2 separate regions of the Mus musculus genome follow, and region 1 is linked to region 2. The links are chromatin contacts, called in public Hi-C maps. All regions are on one chromosome and are shown on one strand. The core of a region is the stretch at or near the end of the contact, and the rest is flanking DNA. Distances in the headings are between cores, read along the strand shown.

Evidence for each region. A called contact is a pair of places that touch in the nucleus more often than the background predicts.
Region 1: a Hi-C map of CD8 T cells shows a contact between it and region 2, with 2.0 times the contacts expected there. The contact joins two enhancer-like sites. A contact is called at or near these places in 9 of 484 Hi-C or Micro-C datasets (CD4 T cells, CD8 T cells, ECoMG-derived neutrophils and 4 more) and 1 of 115 datasets of contacts at active chromatin or transcription factors (memory CD8 T cells).

The regions. Positions count from the first base shown.
Region 1 is chr9:115,607,194-115,613,307 of GRCm38.p6, forward strand. No RefSeq gene overlaps it. Among named protein-coding and RNA genes, the nearest start is that of Gm39448, 49 kb to the right of the region's middle. Within about 2 kb of position 1,413, at least 44 of the 459 cell types and tissues checked have an H3K27ac peak or open chromatin away from gene starts, as enhancers often do. A contact at or near this core is called in CD8 T cells, where this site is marked.
Region 2 is chr9:115,464,707-115,470,900 of GRCm38.p6, forward strand. Gm39447 (a long non-coding RNA gene) reads left to right here. Exons shown (of 4, transcript XR_001779317.1): 2 at 5,977-6,066. Among named protein-coding and RNA genes, the nearest start is that of Gm39447, 17 kb to the left of the region's middle. Within about 2 kb of position 4,130, at least 16 of the 459 cell types and tissues checked have an H3K27ac peak or open chromatin away from gene starts, as enhancers often do. A contact at or near this core is called in CD8 T cells, where this site is marked.

The sequences.
Region 1 (6,114 bases), core at 163-2,662, 140 kb after region 2:
GAGCTTTTGCTGTCAACTTGCCACAAACAAGAGTTACCTGAGAAGAGACAGGGCCTCTCAGCTGAGGTATTGCCCAGATCTCGTTGGCCTGCAGTTATATCTGTGGGCAATTGTCTTGATTGTTGATTGATGTGGGAGGGGCCCAGCCCTCGGTAGACAATGGCTGTCCTCCTTGGCAGTTGGTTCTGGGTGTATGAGAAACCAGGATGAGCATCAGCCAGAGGGAGGAAGCCGGAAAGCAGTGTTCCTCCTCTGCTTCTGACCTATGGAGGTCCTGTCCCAGCTTCCGTCAGTGGTGGACAGAGATCTGCAGGTGTAATCTGAAGCAAGCCCCTTCCTCTCCCAAGAGGCTCTCCTCTCCTGGTGTTTATCACAGCAACGGAAAACAAATGAAGATGCTTGCTTCCCGTCATGGGCTCCCCCATGCCAAGGACACCTGTGGGCAGAGCTCAGCAGATGCCACTGTGTAGTGGGCAAGCAATTATTTCACGGGGGGATTCCATACCAATAAGCCGGGGTCTTCTTTTGGGCAGATTTTCTAAAATGTCACTTGGATGTTCTGCCTTCTAAGCTGGACAGCAGAGTTAGGACCTGGATTTTAATTTTAGCTCCCAAGTGCTCATGGGTAAGTCACATGACCTCTAACAGACTCAATTCTCTCTCTCTCTCTCTCTCTCTCTCTCTCTCTCTCTCTCTTTTGGTACAAGAACTGAAGTGTTGCCCCTCTCAAGGGTTGCCTACCTGCCTTCCTTCCTTCCTTCCTTCCTTCCTTCCTTCCTTCCTTCCTTCCTTCCTTCCTTCCTTCCTTCCTTCCTCCCTCCCTCCCTCCCTTCCTCCCTCTCTCTCTCTCTCTCTCTCCTTTCTGTTTTATTTTTGAATGTGTTAAATGCACAGTTGTCTGGTATTCAGAGATAGGGTGACTAAGGAGGTGTGTGGTTGGCTTAGCTCCTGTGCACTGTAGTGCATTTAAACAGGTCTTGGCACAGGAAAGAATTATCCAATGTTGGTTTCCTAGCGTGCACAAAAATACCAGTGAGGCTGGCAAATATACACCGTGGAGCATGAGTTAAAAACTGTGTAGGTTGTTAACATGACACTGCCATGCATACTAATACACCCTGCTATCTAACAGATGCTTAATATAATACAGCCCTTAACTGAAGTGCCGCTGGGTCCCCAGTCTAACTTCCTGGTCTGCATTTTTATTTTCTTAAACTCCCTCTGATGGATTTACTGGAGACAGCCCTTCTCTATACCCCACCCCAACCCCCACCCCTAGACAGCAGCTGGTCAGGGGAGGGCTCTGATGCTGGGGCACATGAGCACAGTCATTTCTCAGTGTTTGGAGAACTGTGGAACAACTTGGGGATGTCAGAGATCCAAGGGTCACCTTAGAGGAGGAAGTTGTGGTTCAGCACAACTTCAGCAGGCCTTCATAGAAAGAGCGCCTTCCTGAGTGGGTGACAGAATGAGTAAGAGGGGGAAGAGCAGCCGGGGCAGCGGTTCTGGACGGGCCAGCCAGCTGGGGCTCTGGATCACAGAAGGTTTTCTAAGGGAGAGGAGAAACCCTGCCTCCTCCGGTTTTGGTGAATGTTGGGTGTACTTTCCACGAGGTACCTCAGGGTTTCCAGAGGTAGGATTGTCAGCCCATGGGGCAGTCCCCAAAGGTTAGATTTAGAGTCTGGATGCGGGCCAGGACAGCCTTATTGGCTAGGCCCAGAAGTACCAGAAGAGAATGAGGTCCCCCGTGGAAGGGCATACCAGGTTGAGCTATACTAGTTGTAAGTTTCTGGGTGTGCAGGATGGAGGATGCTCACTCTGGCCTGCTTCCCCACTGGCATGGAGATACACATGCCTCTTCTTTCTAGAACCTGCACCCCTTCCAGCTGGTCATCTGAGAAGCTGAGAGTTTAGCAGCAAGAGGAAACAGAAACCAGAGATAGAGTCTGCCAGGTGGGGCCGTAGGTGTTGGGTAGAGATACTGTCTAGCAACTTGGGACTGACTGGCAACTCTGGAAAGCTGAGATCTACAGGATGACTTTATCCCTGAATCCAATGGAATTATGGGCAAAGAACATGGCTAACGTACATCTAATCCTCCTCCCCCACTACAATGTAGAATTCCCTTCAAAGCTTCATGTGGTGACCAGAGGCCTACTACTCCCACAGATGACCATAACCACTTCCTGTTCTGCATATTTATTTTATTGAATTCCCTCTAATTAATTTTCTAGAGACAACTCTTCTCTTACCTTCCATTTGACTGGTCTTAGTATCTCAAATGCATGTATGATGGTTATCTCTAATAGTATGTTTGACACAACCTAGAACTCTCGTGTCGTGTCATGGATTGGGGAAGAGTAGAGAGAGCAAGCTGAGGACTAGGCATGCTTGGGTTTTGTTTCTCTTTATTTTTGACTGTGCATGTAGCTAGCTACTTTGAGTTCCTGTCTCCGTGACTTTCCCGCAGTGATGGACCACACTATGGAATTGTAAGGTATAATAATTCCTTTCCTCCTGTAAGTTGCTTTTGACAAGGATATTCATCACAGTAACAAAATTGAAGTAGACAACATGACACCCTTCCCACACTCTCATTTAGCATGTTGATAACATGGCTTTTGTCTTTGGCCTGTCTTCCTGGTCCCTGGCTTCACTTAGCTTGCACAGATCTCAAAGTCTACTAGTCCTGGTTTGTCTGCCCCCAGACAGAATTGGCATAGTCACTTCTTGTCTTTTGAATAAGAAATGTCTCCCACAGGCTCATGGGTGCATTTGAATATTTGGTGGTTCCTAGTTGGTATTGCTGTTTCAAGGTTGTAGAGTGTTTAGGAATGGAAGCCTCCGTGGAGGAAGTGTGTCTCTGGAGGTGGGCCTTGAGGTTTTACAGACTGGTTCCACTTCCTGTCTGCATTATTTCTTGACCTTTTAAGATGCCTGCAGTGTCTGCTGCATGCTTCCCCCATCCTGAAGTCCTCGGTGCCTTTGTTGCTGTGATGGAACGTGCTCTCTCCTGTGAGCCAAAGCAGATTTTTCCTGTGGTTACAACAATGAGATCAGAAACGGCAACAGGACACAGACTCTACCAGCCGCTCCCCAGTCTGGTCCTTCAATCCTTCCAGGTGTTTACGAGAAACCATTTTATTTTCGTACCAGCATTTCCTTTCTATTACATGTCTTCAGTTGTAAGTGTGCACACATGTGAGCACATGCATGTGGGTGCCTATCATGGTGAGCATATGGAGGTCAGAGGATAGGTTGCGGGGCTTATGTCTTCCCCTTCTGCCATGTGGGTGCTGGGGATGGAACAAAGGTTGTAGGTTGATGTTGGGATGCTTTGACTTAATCGGGGATCTGTGTGCCTATACACTAAAGGTCCTTGTCCCCAATTGGTTTTTGATCAGTCAATAAAGAGTCAGTAGCCAATGGCTGGGCAGAAAGGCTAGGAGAGAGGAGGGAGCAGAGGGAGATTTTCCATGTTCAAGAGGGAGACAGAAGGGATGTTGGAGCTTCAGGAGAGAAAGCCAACCAACCGTGTCATATCTCAGATAAGTGGCCACTGGCCGCTTCCTTGATTAGGCCTGAGGTACAAGGCAAGAGGCTAACAAGTGTCCAACCATTGAGCTAGCAAGGCACATTAAAAATAAGCTAATATGTGTTGTCTTTTATCCGAGTATCCAAAGTTTCCCTGGGTGGGTGGCTGGAAGTGCAGCCTGCCCAGGAGCATAAAGCGGGGTAGATAAGACCACAAGCTACAAAAAAAAAAAAAAAAAAGACCACAAGCTACAATAGGTCGTCAGACTTGGAGGCAAGCACTTTTACCTGTTGAGCAATATCATCACCCAGGCAACAGTAAATCTTTACCAGCCCTCTCCCTATTTGCAACCAACCCCCACCCCCTGATTCTCGGCTTTCTGAGGCTCAGGATAACCTTATTTTGTTTTCCTGGTTACCTTCTAGTTCTAGAACATTATATTAATTTTGCATTTGTTATATATATATAAGATTTCTCTTAAATGGATTTAAATAAAAATGCAAGTCAATTAAAAGCAAAATGTTAAGTACATTCAAAGGTGATACTTTTTTTAAAACTGTGTCAATCATTGGAGTTATTCTAGGTTAGTATCAACCATTCTGCTTAGAAGCTAACCTCTAGCCCAACATTCCCTTAGGGACTCTGTGACAGACTGTCCTGGGAAGGAAGACATCATCTTGGTAGGAAGAGCCTCTTCCTCTTGTTCTCGCTCTCTCTGAACTGACAACTTTCATACAGAAACAAGACTGTGAGGAGCAGAATATGAGGGAGGCTGGGCTGTGAGACCAAATCCCACATTTACTGCCTTATTCATCCATGTCACGGCCAAACCCTGGCAAGTTACAAGAAGAGGAGAGGCAGAGGCACACCTATTCAGGAGGTGGTTGAAGGCAGAAGGTACACTGGCCCCTAGAAAGCTTCAAAGAGGCTCCGAGAGCCTTTTATGCTTGGGAGTCAGTGTTTACCTGGGCAGAATCTGGATGTGGTCAATCTCTAAGCAGCCAGTCCTTGAGGCTGTGTTTGGATGCTGTCTTGAGGGAGTAGCCCGTGTCAGTCTCTGCACCTTTTTATGCCAGCATGTGACATTCAAGGGGACAAAAAGTTTTCCATAGTGGCTTTGTTCTTTATGTTATTACATCCGCCATTGACTTCATTGGCTGGCATTTAAAAGAGGAAGCTCTTTAAACTAAGCTGTCACGCTTGTGGTTTTAGAGGTTGGCACAGCAGACAGGTGTGGAAGAAAACTCTGTATGAAGCAGGCAGATGCAATTCTTCTAACAATTTACCCACCTCTAGGAAAAATGTCCTCGTGGACCCAAAGCATCATGGGAGTTTGCCCAGCAAACTCATAGTCTCGCCATGTTTCTGGCCTGTGTGGTAAGCAGCATGGGGGATGTCATTGGAGAGAAGGAGCTTGTAGAACTTTCTGGGTCTACCTCATGTGTTCGCCTTTCTTAATTAGTCACAAGTGTCATCTCATTTCAGTCCTTACTCAAAACTTCTGGTCTAAGCCAGTTTAATGCAGCGCTGTTCTTAATCCTCATTGCCAACAGGGTGGGAGTTAGGATCACCATGGGACATCCTCCATCTTATCTATGAGGGGGTTTCTGGATTGGATTAGTTGAGGCATAAATGCCTACTCTTAACTGTGGGTGGCACTATGTCATACAGTGGCACCCTGAACTGAATTAAAAGGAAAAACTGAGCTGAGCACTGGTGTCCCCATCTCTGTGCTTCCGATTCAATACAATATGACACACTGCCTCACACTCCTGGCTCTATAGCTCACTCACCTCAGACCAGGGGCAGAATAAACCCTTCATTTCTTTAGTTGCCTTTGTCACGGCATCAAGGAAATCCATCTGACTGTTTCCTTACACATGTTTAGCCTAGACAATCCAAAATGGACCCAAGGGCAGGGCAGAAGCTCACAGTAGCACACATATGGGTAATAGTACTGATTCTCACAGTGGACACTTTCCTCAAACTGAAAGGCAGGCTTTGGTGATCTCCATATCTGCCCATCTGCATCTGCTCTAAACACAGATAGGCCACGCCCTTTTCTTTGTTTCTCTGTGTTGCAGGAAGCTGCATTCTCTAGCATCCCTGGTCAACAGCTTTCTGGTTGACTTCAGCCAGAAGTACCAGTGTGAAATTATGGTCAAGAGAGTAAGAACCTTCACTCCCCTTTCTTAATTAGCCAGTTACACCATATTCCCTCTCCCTCCAGGGCAGGTAGTGGCCACGTCCTGCCTCCTGCTTCTTCTCTATGTTCTTTGCTGTGTTCTGTTAACCTCCTATACTCTAACGACTCTGAGGTAACCAATCTTGATAACGAGCTCCCCACCCCCACGCCCTTACAGTGGCCTAGATAGCTGCAGGTTTCCTGGTCAGGCCTGTCTGATATGCCGTGACAGAGGTTAGTAGGTCTCCCCTATAAAAGGGCCATAGGAAAAGTGTTTATATCTAAACACTTAGGCTTCCTTGGCCAGCGGCCAAAATAGAAGAATTTATTGGATGGTATTTAATGAACAAAGACAAAAAGAAATAAATGTCCACAAGTTATTTTAGCCCATGGG
Region 2 (6,194 bases), core at 2,880-5,379:
GCTATTGGATGGAGCACAGGGCCCCCAATGGAGGAGCTAGAGAAAGTATCCAAGGAGCTAAAGAGATCTGCAACCCTGTAGGTGCAACAACATTATGAACTAACCAGTACCCCGGAGCTCTTGAGTCTAGCTGTATATGTATCAAAAGATGGCCTAGTCGGCCATCACTGGAAAGAGAGGCCCATTGGATACGCAAACTTTATATGCCCCAGTACAGGGGAAAGCCAGGGCCAAAAAGTGGGAATAGGTGGGTAGGGGAGTGGGGGGAGGGTATGGGGGACTTTTGGGATAGCATTGGAAATGTAATTGAGGAAAATACGTAATAAAAAAATATTAAAAAAAAGAAATCACACACACACAAAAAAAAGAAATAAGAAGGGATTTGAAACTGCCATATTGGTGACTCAAGAAATTCATTTGTCGGTCTTCTTCCCAGCACACATTCATATACTCAGAACCTTCTAATATATATTAATAATACATATTAATAATATATAGCCACTTGATATCAATTACCTCGTTTCAGTTTTCTTAAAAATGTAACATCTGTATTAAGGGTTATGCCTTTTCCTTAGAATGACCGTAGATATCAGTCTATGGGGTTTTATTATTGGATTCCCCATGATTGACACACCTGTTTTCTTCTGGTGGAGAATTTAAATAATTTCCAACTAGAAAAATAAAAAGAAACTGAAAATAGAATGGCCATTTGAGCCAGCTACGCCACTCACAGGTTGAGACCCAGAGGACCCCAAGTCTGACCACTGAGACGCTTGCAGAGATGTGCTACAGCTGCAGTCGCGGTGGCCCAGGGTGGGAGCAGCCAGCGTCCATGTTCAGATGATGGACGAGGAAAGTTCCACAGAGACACACGGGAGTATTCAGCCACAATGAGAACTGAATGTGGACATGTGAATGGCTGGGACTGGAAATTAGTATCTTCAGTAAAGTGTCAGAAAGGCGAACATCACATGTTTTCTCTCGCACGTGGACCCTAGGTTTCAGTGGTTTTGCACATACATGAGTGTATGGAGGGTTCAGGTTAAGAAAGCAGAAAGGAGACCATGAGGGGGTTAAGGAAGAGTTGGGGAGGGGATAGAAAAGAAAAAGGAGGATATCAGAACATAGGTGATGTTAAAGCAGAAGCGGGCTAGAGTGAGAGGAGGGAGACATGACTGGGAGGAGGGGATGTAAGTGCGAGGAGGGGGCCAGAGTGGGAGGAGGGGGACATGAGTGGGAGGAGGGGGACATGACTGGGAGGAGGAGATGTAAGTGGGAGGAGGGGGACTAGGGTGGGAGGAGAGGGCCAGAGTGGGAGGAGGGGAACATGAGTGGGAGGAGAGTGCCAGAGTGGGAGGAGGGGGACTAGGGTAGGAGGAGGAGGACATGAGTGGGAGGAGGGAGAGGTGAGTGGGAGGAAGAGGACTAGCAGCAGAAGGCAGAAAGGTAGGGAGGAGAGTGGGAAGGAAGATCCTTATCCATGGCTTGCTCCTCCTGATGCTGGTGTGTTCCAGTTGGCTTGCCTGCCCAGCAGAGCACTCCATGAGGTGTTCGTGCCTTTGCTGGGATCAATAGAGCTCTAAAAAACCAAAAGCTGTTCTTTGCCAATCCCTGGCACTACGGGGGTATGTGCCAAGGCCACACTGTACCCTTAGTGGTCATTTTAGAAGGGCTGGCCATGGCTGATGTCTCTGGAGGAAGAGATCCTGGCTCTACCTTCAGTGAGGATAATAGCTTCCTTAGAGAAAGAAAATAAGTTGTAAGTGAGGGAGAAAGAGTTTGACATACTTTCTTTCTGGCCTAGATAGAGAAAAAGTCAAATTTCTGTACTGAGAAATACTGAGAGAAATGAGGAAGCCTGGGGAAGCTTTCGATGGGGGCAGCCTTCAGAAGAAGCGATCAGAAATGCTGAGCCTGGAGGCGAATTGTGAAGGGAGCGGGAAAGGTCCTTCCCCAGGTGGGGTTGGAGGAAAGGCGGCTCTTCAGCATCCACAGGAGACTGGCAGTGTCACAGCACAAGGACACATATTCAGAAAGAGATGAATCCGAGAGGCATCAAGCCAAAAGAGTCTGAAAGTTGCGTGAGAGGTGAAGAGCTCTTAAGGACTGCATTAAAAAAACGTGTGCATGAGCGTGTCCGTCAGCCTTGCACCACTGAGGCAATGCCTGCCGTACACTACTTACAAAGTAAAGGAATGTACTTTGGCTAACTGTGCTAGAGCAGTGGTTCTCAACTTTCCTAATGCTGCAACCCTTTAATAGAGTTCCTTATGTTGTGGAGACCCCCAACCATAAACCCTTCCTTCTATAAACCATCATGGACACAGTGGTTTATCACAATACAGAAGTAACTAAAACACCTCTAGTCCCCTGCAAGGTCCCCCTCCTGTGACATAAGGACTTTGATATAAGGCCCCACCTTCAAAGGTCCAATAGCTTCCCACACTGTCGACATGGGCACCACCCCTTAACAGATGGGCAGTTCGATGGTCCATACTGTAGAAATGAATATGCCAGTCTCAGAGGAGCATCTTTACAGTTCTGAGATGAGGGATGGAGAGAGAGAGAAACCCAAGGAGCAGAAAGGAAAGTTCAAGCACTCCAGAGAGCCTTTTCTCTGATGTCATCAAAACCCTTTTATAAAAGTCTGGGATGTGGCTGGATAGATCGTGTAGCAGTTAAATGCATGGGCTGCTTTTTCGGAGGACCTACACTTGTTTCTCTGACCCCATGACAGGCAACTCACAGCAGCCTGTACCTCTATCTCCAGGGGACCCAGATGTCCTCTTCTGGTCCCTGAAGACAACTGTCTCACATGCCCATATTCATACACATGATGTTTTTAGGTTAACAAAATGAGGGCCTCTCAATTTTTCTATTAATTAGTTAACCAATTAATCCTTTTTGCATGTATCTGTGTGGTATGCATGCATGTGTATATGCATGTTTACATGTATGTGGGTATACATGAATGTATGTGCACATGTGTGTAGAGGCTCAAGGCTGACATCAAGGGTCTTCCTTGATTATTCTTTACCTTACTCATTGAGGCATAGTCTCTCAATTGAAAGAGAACCCACTGCTAATCTAGCTAGTCAACTTGGTCCAGGTATCCCTTGCGATTATCCTCCAAGTGTTGGGACTACGGATGACCCAGCACATCTACCTTATAGTCACATGGGTGCTGAGGATCTGAACATGGGTCCTTGTGCTTGCACGACAAGCAGCTCGCCTGCTGAACTGTTTCTCCAGCCTGTCCATCTTGTGTCTTTGAGACAGGAATGCTGTCTTGTGTATGGACCTCACTGATTCGCCTAGACTGGCTGGCCAATGAGCCCCAGGAAACTCCCTGTTCTGCCTCGTCAGCACGAGGATTACAAATGTGCTGCACCACATCTGAAGTTTTCTCATGGGTCTGGGCACTGAACTCAGTTCTCATGCTTGTACAGAATGGCCTTCCTAACGGAGCCATCGCCCCAAGCCCCATTATACTTTTAGGGTGAGTTTGTCTGTCCTTCCATGCCTTATTGGCTCTGATGAACATCTGTCCACCAAGACACTGTCCTTAATTAATGTGACTCTTAATTAAGAGCTGAAGGTCACCCTAACTGCTAAGGAAAGAGTCTTCCAGGGCTAAATCAGTCCCCAAGGCAGTGCCCTCTGGAGATCTGAGCCGGGGCAATGAGGTCTTTGCTGTTCCTTCTAAGACATTCAGAATTCTCTAGAAGCTGCTGTTGAAGCCATAATGCATTTGTCCAGATTGAAAAGACATGGTTACAATTCCTAGGGTCATATTTTTAAGTTGAGTGGATGCAGAAATTAGATTTTTATGAATGAGTAATTTCCGTGCCATTGTATTCTCTAGGTGGTTGAACATTTGTATTTTGATTTGATTAAGCAATCTACCATAACACAAGCTGTAATAGGCATCTTGCCTGAGTAACTTCACATACTTAGCACTTCAAAGGTTGTTTTTTTCTTCTTCTAAGACCTATGTGTTTTTTTTTTGTTTGTTTTGGTTGTTGTTTTGTTTTGTTTTTTAACTGTGGTATTAAGAAAACCATGAAAGCTTTGTGAAGCTCACTGGGCTCAGTTTTCATTGTTGTTATGTGGTTTTCCTGTTGTAGAGCTACAGCTGTGAGTGAAGTGTTAAGTATGTATGCATCTAAAGAAAGATGTTGAGCCATCTCTGGGCTCTGTGTAAATGGAGTTTCACAAATCGTTTTAGAAAGCTAGCCCAGTAGTTTAGCTATAACCTCAGAACTGGAGAGTCGAAGGCCTGAGGATGGCAAGGTTAAGGTTAGACCTGTCTCAAAAAATAATACAAGAGCTGAGAGATGGCTCACTGGATCCCCAGAGCCCACATAAGATGCCAGGTGTGTGTGGGAGCCTGGTTACTATATGAGCCTCAGGAGGTAGAGACAAGGGATTCCCTTTGCAAGCTGGCTAGTGAGACTAGCTGTATCAGTGAGCTCTGAGTTTGATTGAGAGACCTGCCAAAATGAATAAGGTGGAAGAATGATTATGATTCCTTGTATCAACCTTGGCTACACACACACACACACACACACACACACACACACACACACACACACACACACACACGAGGAAAAATCCCAGACACTCTTTCTACCAAAAAAGTACCCCACAATTCTACCTCAGCCTGGCACTCAGCTGTATTAGCTATTGAGATAGCAGGAGAGAGTGGACTATTTTCTTACTCTTCCTGTTGCTGTGATAAAATACTAGGACAAGAGCAACTTAAGGGGGAAAGGGTTCATCTTGGATCATGTTGGAGGCTACTGTAAGTCATCACAGGGAAGTCAAAACTGCAGGAAATGAGGCAGCTGGTTACATCATATCCAAAGTCAAGAAGCAGAGGTTCATGAATGCTTGTGCTCAGCTTACTTTTTCCTTCTTATGTAGTCCAGGATTTCAGCCTAGGGAATGGTACTGCCCACTGTGGGCTATGCCTTCCCTTCTCAATGAACCCAACCAATGAACCTCTCAAAAGTATCCCAGGGGTCCACCTCCCTGGAGGTGATTCTGAATCTCATCAAACTGACAGCTGAGACCAGCCATCACAGACATTTTACAAGTTAAAAAAAATCTCTTTGTAGAGAACTGTAGAAGCACAGAATTTCCCACACTCTATCTTGAATCAAGTCAGGGAGCTGTCAGGTGGAACCACAGAGAACAAAGCTTTGTTGAAGGGCACAAGTGTACTCCACAAGGGACTGGGCCACATCTAGAAATAGCAAATTCCAAGGAGGTGGTTCCCAGAGGCCAGAGAATTGACAGGGTGGTGGTAGAGCTAGGGACATTTTCAGTTGTAGAAACAAAGTCTTTTCTGCAAGACCATTGGGGTTGTGCTGGATTTGAATTTAAACTCTGCTTGATACAACATAGATCTTGACTGTTCCCCAAAAGCCCATAGGTACTATTTCAAGATAATTGAAGCTTTAGAATCTGGGGCTTAGTAGAAAGCTGGGTCAAGGCATAACTTTTGTTATGGGTAGAGTTGTTAACGTGACACCTAAAGCCATATGGGGAAGAGGAACCTTAACTAAAGACTCACCCAGATCTGATTGGTCTGTGGGCATGCCTGTGAGGCATTTTCTTAATGGCTGATTGACATAGGAGGTCCCAGCCCACTATAGGTGGTGCCACCCCTGGGCAGTGGTACTGGCGTGTATAAGAAAGCTAGCTAAGGAAGCAATGGAGAATAAGCCAGGAAGCAGCAATCCTTCATGGCCACTGCTTTAGCTCCCACCTCCAGGTCCTTGCCTTGAATTCTTGCCCTGGTTTTCCTCATGATGGAGTCTAACCGGTATGTTAAAATAAACCCTTCCCTCCCCGGATTGGTTTTGCTCATGGATTTTATCACAGCAGTAGAAAAGCAAGCCAGGATACCCTTGAAGTGGCTATTATGGCTCCAGCTATTTCCGTCTTTCCCTTTGCTTCTTGGCCATCAAGAGATCAACAGACGGCTCTGCCACACACTTCTCCACGCTGTACTCTGCCACCACAGGGCCAAGCAACAGGACCAAGTGACCGTGGGCACAGGTAAGTATTCACTCCCTCCAATCTGTGCATCTCAAGTATTCCACAGATCCTAGAAGCTGATTAGTCCACTGTCCCTCCAAACTGTGCTTATACCAATGAAGAGAGTAAGAAGCGAGAGTCTGTAGTGT